3 separate regions of the Macaca mulatta genome follow, and regions 2 and 3 are each linked to region 1. The links are chromatin contacts, called in public Hi-C maps. All regions are on one chromosome and are shown on one strand. The core of a region is the stretch at or near the end of the contact, and the rest is flanking DNA. Distances in the headings are between cores, read along the strand shown. Region 1 holds the start of FUZ (fuzzy planar cell polarity protein). Region 2 holds the start of PNKP (polynucleotide kinase 3'-phosphatase). Region 3 holds the start of AP2A1 (adaptor related protein complex 2 subunit alpha 1).

Region 1 (3,931 bases), core at 858-3,357:
AGGCTGTACTGGGTCCCTCCATACTGGGAGGGGAGAACAGAAAAACTTTTTTTTTATTTTTTATTTTTTTTTTTTGAGACGGAGTCTCGCTCTGCCGCCCAGGCTGGAGCGCAGTGGCCGGATCTCAGCTCACTGCAAGCTCCGCCTCCCGGGTTCACGCCATTCTCCTGCCTCAGCCTCCCGAGTAGCTGGGACCACAGGCGCCCACCACCTCGCCCGGCTAGTTTTTTGTATTTTTTAGTAGAGACGGGGTTTCACCGTGTTAGCCAGGATGGTCTCGATCTCCCGACCTCGTGATCCGCCCGTCTCGGCCTCCCAAAGTGCTGGGATTACAGGCTTGAGCCACCACGCCCGGCCCAGAAAAACTTTTAATCTGGGATCTCCATTCTCTTTTCCCTCAGAGAAGGAATCAGGGCTCCCAGCTTCCTGTTCCTCCAGAACCAGGAACTCCTCAACTTCCTCCTTCCTCAGACCCAGGAATCTCAGCCCCATCCCCTCCTCCCTCAGACCCAGGAGTCCAGACCCCTGTCCCTCCTCCCTCAGACCCAGGAGTCCAGACCCCGAACTCCTCCTCCCTCAGACCCAGGAGTCCAGGCCCCTCCTCCTCCCTCAGACCCAGGAGTCCAGACCCCGAACCCCTCCTCCCTCAGACCCAGTAGTCCAGACCCCTCCTCCTCCCTCAGACCCAGGAGTCCAGGCCCCTCCTCCTCCCTCAGACCCAGGAGTCCAGACCCCGAACCCCTCCTCCCTCAGACCCAGGAGTCCAGGCCCCCAGCCCCTCCTCCCTCAGACCCAGGAGTCCAGACCCCGAACCCCTCCTCCCTCAGACCCAGGAGTCCAGGCCCCCAGCCCCTCCTCCCTCAGACCCAGGAGTCCAGGCCCCCAGCCCCTCCTCCCTCAGACCCAGGAGTCCAGACCCCGAACCCCTCCTCCCTCAGACCCAGTAGTCCAGACCCCGAACTCCTCCTCCCTCAGACCCAGGAGTCCAGGCCCCCAGCCCCTCCTCCCTCAGACCCAGGAGTCCAGACCCCCAGTCCCCTCCTCCCTCAGACCCAGGAGTCCAGGCCCCCAGCCCCTCCTCCCTCAGACCCAGGAGTCCAGACCCCGAACCCCTCCTCCCTCAGACCCAGTAGTCCAGACCCCGAACTCCTCCTCCCTCAGACCCAGGAGTCCAGACCCCGAACTCCTCCTCCCTCAGACCCAGTAGTCCAGACCCCGAACTCCTCCTCCCTCAGACCCAGGAGTCCAGACCCCGAACTCCTCCTCCCTCAGACCCAGGAGTCCAGACCCCGAACTCCTCCTCCCTCAGACCCAGTAGTCCAGACCCCGAACTCCTCCTCCCTCAGACCCAGGAGTCCAGACCCCGAACTCCTCCTCCCTCAGACCCAGGAGTCCAGGCCCCCAGCCCCTCCTCCCTCAGACCCAGGAGTCCCAAGACTCACGTCTCCCCCGAAGTCCGTCTCAGCAGGAGGACCACCATTAAAATACCTGTGAGGGTCGGAGGTGAAAGGTCGGAGTCAGGCAAGAAGCTGTGGAAACTGAAATGGGAGGGCGGGATTAGAGCCGCGGAAACGGCACTCACTCGATGGCCGGCAGCAGGTAGTGCTTGCGGAGTCCCTCGAAGTAGGGTCCCAGGTTGGCCGTACCCTCAATCACAAACACCACGTCGGCCACCAGGCCCCCGGCGCGGGCCGGGCCCTCGGACCCGGGGACCATACCCCGTGCGGTAGCCGCCACCGCCACAGCCGCCGCAGCCGACACCGCGGAATGAGCGGAAATGCGCCTGCGCTGCGCGCGCACCCGCGCCGGGCGGTTTAGGGACGCTGGGAATGCGGCCATGTTTGTGCGGGGCACGCGCTGAGGCTTCGTTCTAGCTCCATCCTCCTTCGCCTCCACCGCGTGGAAAACTCAGAAAGGGCATAGTTAGCCCTTTTAGGGGCCTGATGGGTTCGACGGAATTCTTGTCAGGATTCTCAAGAGCGAAATAAATTGAAAGCGGCTCAGTCAGCCGCCATCTTTGAGCGGGGCGTCTGGGTCCGCCTCTTGTCTCAAAGGGAGGGGCGGGAGACCTGGTTGCTATGCAACGCGTACGCTGCCCTTGTTTTCGTTTTTGTGTTTTGTTTCCTTTGTTTTCGAAAGGGGAGTCTCGCCCTGTCGCCCAGGCTGAAGTGCAGTGGCGCGATCTCGGCTCACTACAACCTCCGCCTCCCGGGTTCAAGCGATTCTCCTGCCTCAGCCTTCCGAGTAGCTGGGATTACAGGTGCCCGCCACCAGGCTCCGCTAATTTTTGTATTTTTAGTAGAGAAAGGGTTTCACCATGTGGGCCAGGCTGTTCTCGAACTCCTGACCTCAAGTGATTCGCCCGCCTTGGATTCCCAAAGTGCTAAGATTACAGTCCTGAGCCACAGCGCCGGGACCTCTGCCCTTGTTTTCTAACCGTTAGATTAAGTTTCTGATTCTGTTCTTTTGGGCGGGCGGACTGGGGGAGGGAGGCGAGAAGGATCCAATCACATCGGCGGAAACGAGGTTACTAGGCAACGCTTTAAGGTCGTCCTCAACTTGGAAGGGAGGGCAGTTGTTTTCCCCCTGAAAAGAAGCCGAATACCAACCCAAGTGTGGGTTGCTTAGCAACACCTGAGCGTTGTTTTCCGGGAGAGGAGCCAGAAACTGGCCTAGAACATAAATACATTCCAGGTAGATTAAAAATGTAAGTGCGACAAATGAAACTCGAAAACTATCTGAAGGAAAAAAATCTTAATGACTGCCATTGAGTTTCTTAGCACTACAGCAAAGTCAGAAAACGTAGTCTTTATTAATTTTTCCCAAAAGACTGCATAAACCAAGTTGAAAAATACACTACCAACTGGAATAATCTAACGTGTTTGTTGACAGAAATGTGCTACACAAATCTTATTGATGAATAATATAGAAAAATAGAAACACTGCATTACTATTATCTTTTTAATTTTAATTTTTATTTTTTGAGACAAGGTCTCTTTCTGTTGTGCAGGTTGGAGTGCAGTGGCCCAATCTTGGCTCACGGCAGCCTCTAGTGCTCGCACTGGAGCCACTCTTCTGCCTGTAGAGCAGCTGGGACCACAGCCGCGCACCACCACTCCCAGCTAATTTTTAATTTTTTTTTTTTTTTTTTTTTGAGACGTTGTATCGCTCTATCTCCCAGGCTGGAGTGCAGTGGCGCAATCTCGGCTCACTGCAAGCTCCGCCTCCCGGGTTCACGCCATTCTCCTGCCTCAGCCTCCCGTGTACGTGGGACTACAGGCGCCCACCACCACGCCTGGCTTGTTTTTTGTTTTTGTATTTTTAGTAGAGATGGCGTTTCACCGTGTTAGCCAGGATGGTCTCGATCTCCTGACCTCGTGATCCGCCGGCCTCGGCCTCCCAAAGTGCTGGGATTACAGGCATGAGTCACCGCGCCCGGCCTAATTTTTAAATTTTTTGTAGAGATGGGGTCTCACTATGTTGCCCTGGCATGTCTCAAACTCCTGGGCTGAAGCAATCCCAGGTGTTAGCCACTGTGCCCTGCCACTTTATATTTACTTTAATAGAAAGAAACCTGACCCGGACCGGATGCCGTGGCTCACGCCTGTAATCCCAGCACTTTGGGAGGCCGAGGCGGGCAGATCACGAGGTCAGGAGATCGAGACCATCCTGGCTAACACGGTGAAACCCCGTCTCTATTAAGAAATACAAAAAACTAGCCGGGCGAGGTGGCGGGCGCCTGTAGTCCCAGCTACTCGGGAGGCTGAGGCCGGAGAATGGCGTAAACCCGGGAGGCGGAGCTTGCAGTGAGCTGAGATCCGGCCACTGCACTCCAGCCTGGGTGACAGAGCGAGACTCCGTCTCAAAAAAAAAAAAAAAAAAAAAAGAAAAAATTAGGGAAGGGATATTTTCACATTTTACATAGTATGCT
Region 2 (3,931 bases), core at 742-3,241, 48 kb before region 1:
GTCCCACACTACGCCCCCGCCCCACTCCCGGGGCCAGCCAATCTGAGGCCGATCCGGGACCCGCCTCCTTGCGTCTCCGGTTCCCAGGATTGAGCCGCCTCTGCCAATCCACGTCGCCCTTCCAGCCCATGACCTCCCGCGCCGAGGAGCGGGATCTGTCCCGTTTCCCGATTGGGTCTGTCGCGCCTCTCCGCCTAGCGACAGATTCCTTCTATTAAGGGATTGGCTCGTTCAGTTCTAAGCTCTAAATGGGTCAATTCCGTTGTTTTTCGCCTAGCGACAAGGGCTTTGCTCGCACGTCATTGGCTCCATCCCCTAGTCGCTGGGCAGCTCTTATTTTTGATTGGCTCGAATCCTTTAAAGGGCTTGACCAGTCTCCGCATAGTCATCGTCCGCTTTTCCTGAGTTGTCCCTCCTGATTGGCTCCAGCTTCCTGTGGGGGCGTGGCCAAGCCCTCCTGTTCCCAGAATTGGCCTGGGGCCTTCAATTTACATTCTTTACACTACGGGGGCTGGGGTCGTTGCCTCTGGCACCCCCTTTCATTGGTTCCATCCATCCCCACAACAGCCTGCCAATCGAAGCCCGTCCCTGCATCCAGGATGGTACCAGCTCCCGTCCCTCGCCCCCCACCTCCACAGGTGCCTTAAAGGGCCCTCGTCCACCCAAGGTGGGGGGCAGGGGCCCTCACTCTCCGGCCCTGGTGTAGGGGAGAGAGTGAGGGGTTGGGGGATTGGCAGTTGGGAAGGGCGCTCTGAGATTAAAGAGTTTTACCTCTGACAGATAAATGTGTGGTGTGTCGTGAGTGTTCATTCAACATTTTCTGAAACCGAATGGCAACGTCTGATTATCAGTGAACAGCTGGGGGTTGGAATGACTGTGTCCATTTTATTTATTTTTGAGACAGGGTCCCACTCTCGCTCAGGTTCAAGTGATTCTCCTGCCTCAACCTCCCGAGTAGCTGGGATTACGCGCCACTGCCGCCCGGATAATTTTTGTATTTTCAGTAGAAACAGGGTTTCACCATGTTGGCCACGCTGGTCTCGAACTCCTGACCTCAAATGATCTACCCGCCTCGGCCTCCCAAAGTGCTGGGATTACAGGAGTCAGCCACCGCGCCTGGCTCTGTGCCCATTTTATACATATGAAGACAAGAGGTTCATGGGGTGGAAGAGAGCATTCCAGTCTTGTGTGACCATGGACCCCAATCTTGGGGTGATGGTTGGAGCCAGAGGAGGCCACATATTCACCAGCAAAGCCAGGAACTCCAGCCGGGAGTCTTCTATTATAAAAGGACTGGAGCAGCTGGGCTTGGTGCCTCACGCCTATAAGGCCAACACGCTGGGAGGCCGAGGCGGGACGATCACAGGACGCCAGGAGGTCGAGATCAGCCTGGGCAGCACAGTGAGACCCCTTCTCCAAAAAAAAAAAAAAAAAAAAAATGGCTGGAGGTTAGAAAGCAGGTGGAAACCACCTTCGAAATTAGGACCAGGTAAACGTAATCTCCCACCAGACCACTACCGGAAGAATGCTAACACTAAATAAGATTTAAACAGGGCTTACTACCACCCAAACATTTTTTAAAGCTTTTGTGACGTGTTAGTGCCTTTAATCGTCATGGTAACCCCACGAAGTGGAAAGGATCATCCCCTTTATAGATGAGGAAACTAGAACATGGAGGGTAATACCAAAGAAGGATTTAGGGGCGCTGTCGTGGGCGGAGGTTTCCTTGACTGACAATGACCATCAGATGGGAAAAAAAGCTTCCTCCCTGGGATGAAAATTAGAAGTCAAGTTAGAAAGAGGCAAATCTGCTAACGAAGGATCCAGTCCCCGCTACCGGTCTGAGCCTCGCGTTGCAGCAAGACGTGAAGGTCAGGGCTGTGGAGGGATCCTAGGGAAAGTGGGTCGGGCAAGGGGCGTGGCTGCCGTGGGAGGAACCCAGGCCCCGCCCCCCTCGAGGGCACGAGTCATTTCCGTCCGCCGAGGAACTGAGCGCCGCCGGCCGTGTTGCAAGCGGGGCGCCTAGGGCAGGACCTCCCTGGTCGGAAGTGGCCGTGAGCCAGAGCAGCGGTCCCGGGTGAGTACAGGGCGGGGCGGGGGCATGTGCGAGGCTATCTGCCTGTGCCTTGGGAAGTGGGGATTCCAACTCGTGGGGATGGAGCACGCGTCGTCGCCTGGGAAACGGCGCGAGCCGCGGCAGGCGAGGGGGTGGGACTTCCGAAGCAGTTAATGATGGGGAAAGTTCTAGTGGAGGTGGGAGGAAGTGGGACTTCCTGTAGCAAACTGGAGCTGTGCGCCACTCAAGCCCGTTTACCTGCTCCCCAGGCTGGCACCCAGGATGGGCGAGGTGAAGGCCCCGGGCCGCTTGTGGCTCGAGAGCCCCCCTGGGGGAGCGCCTCCCATCTTCCTGCCCTCGGACGGGCAAGCCCTGGTCCTGGGCAGGGGACCCCTGACCCAGGTCACGGACCGGAAGTGCTCCAGGACTCAAGGTGGGCGGGGCCTGAGCTGGAGGGGGTGTGGCCTGTTGCAAAAGTGAGAACAATCCAGAGGGACGCTTGGCTGCTACGCGGGATTGCGTGGTGCCGGCAGCCCCGAAGTCAGAAGGTGCTCTGTAGGGCGCACAGGAAGAGAAAGTTTGTGCTTGATTTAGAATTAGCTAGATCCTTTGGGGGAGAGGGGATCGAGCCAATTTCGGGAGGATGTTCACTGCGCGGATGATACTTAGGCCATCTGGAAATCCAGAAACAGGCGACGACCCTTGTCAAGAGAAAAATTATCCTATGGAGAAAAATAAATGTCACTAGGTTGGGATGGATGGTAACAGGCCAAGTCCCGGACCTGTATCTAGCCACATTTTTTGTAAAGGAGGAAACCAATTCTATAGAGAAAAGTACTTCCCTGTCCCTTACAAGGAAGGACCAGTGTCAGGCAATCCTAGTGCCACCATCTGGCTACTACATGTCAAGGAGCCAATCCCGTGTAGAAATAAACTGCCTCTGACTCCCTCCGGAATGGATGCTATAGCCTGAAGCAGGCCACACTCCCCAGAAATGAGGGAACCAATCACACAAGGATGCAAATCCTGACTCCATCCCTCCTATCCTCAGTGGAACTGGTCGCAGATCCTGAGACCCGGACAGTGGCAGTGAAACAGGTATCAGTGCCTCTGCAAGGGGCAGCAAGGCCTGGGGATGGGATTTGGGGAGGAATTGCAAGCCATCAGTGAAGTGGTACATTAGGAAAATCTGATTGGGGCCGGGCGTTGTGGCTCAAGCCTGTAATCCCAGCACTTTGGGAGGCCGAGGCGGGCAGATCGCTTGAACCCAGGAGTTCGAGACCAGCCTGAGCGACATGGTGAAACCTGTCTCTATAAAAAATTAGCGGGGATGGTGGCGCGTCCTTGTAGTTCCAGCTAATCGAGAGGATCCCTTGAGCCCAGTAGGTCTAGGGTGCAGTGAGCAGTGATCACCACACTGTACTTCAGCCTGGGTGACAGCGAGAACCTGCCTCAAAAAAGAAAAGGAAAAAATATGGCTAGGAGAGAAGGGGGTGTGTCCAGTAAAGAAAGAAGTGTTGCCTGTTTCAGTGGGGTGGATACCTGTCCAAGCCCTTAGAAATTGGACAAGGGAGGCCAGGCGCGGTGGCTCACGCCTGTAATCCCAGCACTTTGGAAGGCTTAGGCGGGCGAATCACCTGAGATCAGGAGTTTGTGACCAGCCTGGCCAACATGGCGAAAACCCATCTCTACTAAAAATACAAAAATTAGCCGGGCATGGTGGCGGGTGCCTGTAATCCCAGCTACTCGGGTGGCTGAGGCAGGAGAATCGTTTGAACCCGGGAGGCAGAGGTTGCAGTGAGCCGAGATTGCACCACTGCACTCCAGCCTGGGCGACAAAACAAGATTCTGTCTAAAGGGAGGGAGGCAGGGAGG
Region 3 (3,931 bases), core at 622-3,121, 50 kb after region 1:
TGAATAAATGAGCCTTCAGAGGCAAGACGCTGTTATGAATGAAGTTTGCAGACAAGAAGACGTCCTGAAAGAGGTTAAATGACTCGTAGGGATTCACATCCCTGGTGGGTAACAAAGGCAGCGTATATCTGCTAACAGTGGCCCCCAGCTATTCCACAACCCCCATCGCTCCGCCCCTTGTCATAACAAGTGATCATTTCTCCTTCAACTGATACCCAACCGTTTCCACCCTCCTGTTCCCTGAGCACCTACTACATGCCAGATCCTTCCATAACAGTTAAATTCTAAAACAACAACAATCACTGGGTACTTTACAGAGCTGCTGTTCAGAGCCAGCGGAGGAAAAACAATAGCCAAGTTCCATCTGGGGCCTGGAACGCGTGAAAGGCCTGACTCACAGGCATTGTCACAAGCCCCTCAGGAAGATACGATCAGCAGTCTCTCTTGACAGATGAGGAAACCGAGGGGTGAAGTCCCTCATTCAAGGTCACAGAGCTAGGGAGTGGCAGTGCTCAAACGCAAACCCAAGTCTGGCTGACCCCAGAGCCCACGCGGATACAGCCTCTGAAGACTCCTGGCAGCTCCAATCTCCAACAGCCATTCCCAGGAGTTGAGAACTGACTTGCCGCCAGGCTTCATTGTCACGACAACTCTTCCTGGCAGGGACCACTGTCCCCATATTACTGTGGTCAAACAGAAAAGGGCTCAGATCCCTGCCTGTCCTGCTGCCTGACCCCTGACCTCTCTCTGGGATTAGACTTCCCCTATCCCCAGCTTTCCAGATCTCTACCCCTCAAGCACTTCAGAACCCAACGCCTTCCTTGAGGTCTGGGCGCTCCTTCTTCTGCCCTTCCCCCAACCCGCCACTCTAACGTCCTCTCCTTTCCAGGCCCCCGTTCCCTGTCACAGGTTCTCCCAAGACCTTACACCAGCAGCTCTTTTCCTCTGTGTTCCTTGGGTCCCTCCTTTCCCCTCAGCTGCCCCTCTAGCCCCCTCCCCACTGCCTTCCATATCTTCTAAGCAATCTCCCACCCTGAAGCCCCTCTATCCCTCACCAGGGTGTCCTTATAGTCTCCCCCTCCCATCATCTCCCCGCCCCAAACGCGTGGACTTTCACCCACTCTCAGGCCTCCTCTATACCACTGGCCAGGAGCCTCGGTGACCTATCTAACCCCTTTCCCCTGTATGACACCCCCTATCCCAGGCCCTCAAGCCCTGCTCCATTAGGCTTCCGGCATTCCACTTCCTCCAGGTCCCCTCTGGCTTCCTCCCATTCCATCGCTCCACAGGGCACCCCCACCATGCACTTCTTTCCCTTCTTCCCTACATTAGGAATCCCTCTAACCCCATCGTTTGTACGATCCCCCAGCTTTTCAGTCTTTCCCAGGGGACACCTCTATGCTCCCATCCCCGGGACCTCACTGTCCTCCTCCCCTTTCAAGCCCTCCCGGACCCCTCTAGCTACTCCGTGTCGTCACCTCAAGAGGCACTCTATGACACCCCAAGCCCCTGCGTGCCCCCCACCCTAAAGTTCATCCCGGGGCCCATCTATGCTCTTTTTCTACGACCGTAGAGCTTTTGATCCCCCGGGTCCCTCTGTGACCCCCAAACCCCTCAGTTTCACGCTCCCCCCTCCCCCGCGTCTCCAGTGTCCCCCGGCCGCGCGCTCACAGTTCCGGATGTCGGAGATGAACACAGCGAGCCCCCGCATCCCATCGCCCTTGGACACGGCCGGCATGATGGCGGTGGTGTCGGCTCCAGGCCTGGCCGGACAGGGCACACAGCAGCGGGGGCTGGCAAGCGGGGACCGGGCGGAAAGGACCCCAGGCAGCGCCAGGGAGCCCAGCCGGCCGCGGGGAGGGCTGGCTGGCGGGCGGGCGGGCGGGCTGGCAGGCCGTGGCACCGCCCCCTGCCCCTCCCCTCCGCCCGCCGTCCGGAGCTCTGAGCTCCCATTGGTTTGGGCTCCTGCCGCTCACACTCGCGTTTCTCCCCACTTCCTCTCTCATTGGCCGCTAAGCAAAGGCACGACGCTGCCATTGGTCCACTGTTCCGCTATTTCCGTTTGGGAATGAGAAGGGGGGGAGGAGGCGTTGCCCAAGAGACGGGCGGGGTTCGATTGCGCATCATGGACCCGCCCCCTTCGCGCGGCCAGGTCAAACACTGATTGGATCTAGCGGCCCTCCAAGGAGGGAGGGAGGGTCGTGAAGGAAGGCGGGGAACGGGACTAGGAGGCGGGACTTAGGTTGACTGGGACCAATGAACGGGTAGACCTCCCCCTCAGGCGTCGCGGATTGGCGAGATCTGTCCTACTTCAGCTCTCTATTGGGCGGCTGTGGGGCGGGCGGAAGGCGAAGATCAGTAGAGAAGGAACGAGAGAGGGTGTCACTCCGCTCGGCTGGGATAGGTGGAGCGACGCCTGCAATTCCCTGCTGCAGAGAAGGGGTTGGGCGGGGCAAGAGAGCGTGCGGTGTTTACTGCGCAAGCGTCTCAGTGTTCCCTTTCTCCATCTACTGTCACCCCCGACTGCTAAAATCCTCTTCTAGGAAGCCTTCCTCCCCTCCCCCCTTCTCTGCAGCCAACGTGTCGGGACTTGAGTTGTCAGGAGACCTAGAATCTCAGAGTGAAAAACAGTAATTCAAGTCTAGTCCCATTAAGCAGAGGTTAAACCTTAGGTCGAGCCGGGCGCGGTGGCTCACGCCTGTAATCCCAGCACTTTGGGAGGCCGAGACGGGCGGATCACGAGGTCAGGAGATCGAGACCATCCTGGCTAACACGGTGAAACCCCGTCTCTACTAAAAAATACAAAAAAACTAGCCGGGCGAGGTGGCGGGCGCCTATAGTCCCAGCTACTCGGGAGGCTGAGGCAGGAGAATGGCGTGAACCTGGGGGGCGGAGCTTGCAGTGAGCTGAGATCCGGCCACTGCACTCCAGCCTGGGCGACAGAGCGAGACTCCGTCTCAAAATAAATAAATAAATAAACCTTAGGTCGAGAGGGTGAATGACTTGCCCAGGGCCACATAGCTTGTAAGTGAAAAAGCAGAAATAAATGTAAACCATATCTTGGCTTACTTTTCAATATATGTTGCCCTTTTTTTTTTTTTTGTCCAACCACAGCATCTCTCGGGCAGCCTCCATTGTAGCAGATATCAAACCAAAATTAATTCTTTCCTCCAGACTGGGAACTCCTTCTGGGCAAGAATGGGACCTGGCCTTGAAGAGTTTTCAAGAACATCTGTTAAAGGAAGGAATGGGTGAACCTGCTTTGGCCCAGCCCCAGCCTCCATTCCCAACCCCCAGCTCCCCAGAGACTCTTCGGTAAACTAGCTTTGGGGAAGGCAAAACGGCCAGAACTCCCAGCGCCCCGGGCGATTGAGAAATTTGGGACAAAGGGAACTGGAAGAGTCCATTTCTGTCACCTCTAGGAACAAAACCACCCCATCATCCTTTTCTAATCTCAGAAGCCAAGCATTCCTGGAATGAGTCTTGGGGGTGTGTCCGGGACCTTTGGAATGGCCATTCTGAATCCTGGGAGATGGAAAGGAGGTTGAGAAGAGCCCACCTTCCAGGCTCAATGGATGCGTCCATTTGGGTTTCCAGGAATGGGACCTGGGAAAGTCCATTTTGGATTCCAGGAGGACAGACGTTGCTCAGCTGTTTTAGTCACTGGAAGAGTCCATTTCTAATATGGGGGGGTGCTGTTTGCCCCTGAAGAACATAAAGCAGCCCCATTAAACACAGGAAAAATGATTAATCCCAGGACTTGAAGAAGTTTGTTTTGTTTTGTTTTCTGAAACGGAGCCTCGCTCTGTCGCCCAGGCTGGAGTGCAGTGGCACGATCTCGGCTCACTGCAACCTCCGCCTCCCGGGTTCACGCCATTCTCCTGCCTCAGCCTCCCGAGTAGCTGGGACTACAGGCGCCCGCCACCACGTC

The links. Hi-C and Micro-C count contacts between places; a contact is called where the count stands out from the background.
Region 2: a contact with region 1 is called in a Hi-C map of fetal cortex germinal zone, with 2.3 times the contacts expected there. The contact joins the promoter of PNKP here to the promoter of FUZ in region 1. A contact is called at or near these places in 3 of 14 Hi-C or Micro-C datasets (CD4 T cells, fetal cortex germinal zone and liver).
Region 3: a contact with region 1 is called in a Hi-C map of fetal cortex germinal zone, with 1.8 times the contacts expected there. The contact joins the promoter of AP2A1 here to the promoter of FUZ in region 1. A contact is called at or near these places in 3 of 14 Hi-C or Micro-C datasets (CD4 T cells, cortical neurons and fetal cortex germinal zone).

Annotation. Positions count from the first base shown.
Region 1 is chr19:62,281,532-62,285,462 of T2T-MMU8v2.0, reverse strand. FUZ (fuzzy planar cell polarity protein) reads left to right here and starts at 2,107. Exons shown (of 12, transcript XM_077981024.1): 1 at 2,107-2,707. MED25 (mediator complex subunit 25) reads right to left here and starts at 1,769. Exons shown (of 18, transcript XM_077980863.1): 1 at 1,647-1,769; 2 at 1,443-1,529; 3 at 1-23.
Region 2 is chr19:62,329,519-62,333,449 of T2T-MMU8v2.0, reverse strand. It overlaps PNKP (polynucleotide kinase 3'-phosphatase), which reads left to right and starts at 1,991. Exons shown (of 17, transcript XM_015124622.3): 1 at 1,991-2,077; 2 at 2,326-2,489; 3 at 3,108-3,154. The coding sequence starts at 2,339. All of the region lies in intron 12 of VRK3 (VRK serine/threonine kinase 3), which reads left to right. AKT1S1 (AKT1 substrate 1) reads left to right here. Exons shown (of 5, transcript XM_028838832.2): 5 at 1-785.
Region 3 is chr19:62,231,579-62,235,509 of T2T-MMU8v2.0, reverse strand. It overlaps AP2A1 (adaptor related protein complex 2 subunit alpha 1), which reads right to left and starts at 1,871. Exons shown (of 33, transcript NM_001266208.2): 1 at 1,672-1,871. The coding sequence starts at 1,738. LOC144337270 (a long non-coding RNA gene) reads right to left here and starts at 1,514. Exons shown (of 2, transcript XR_013410125.1): 1 at 1,346-1,514.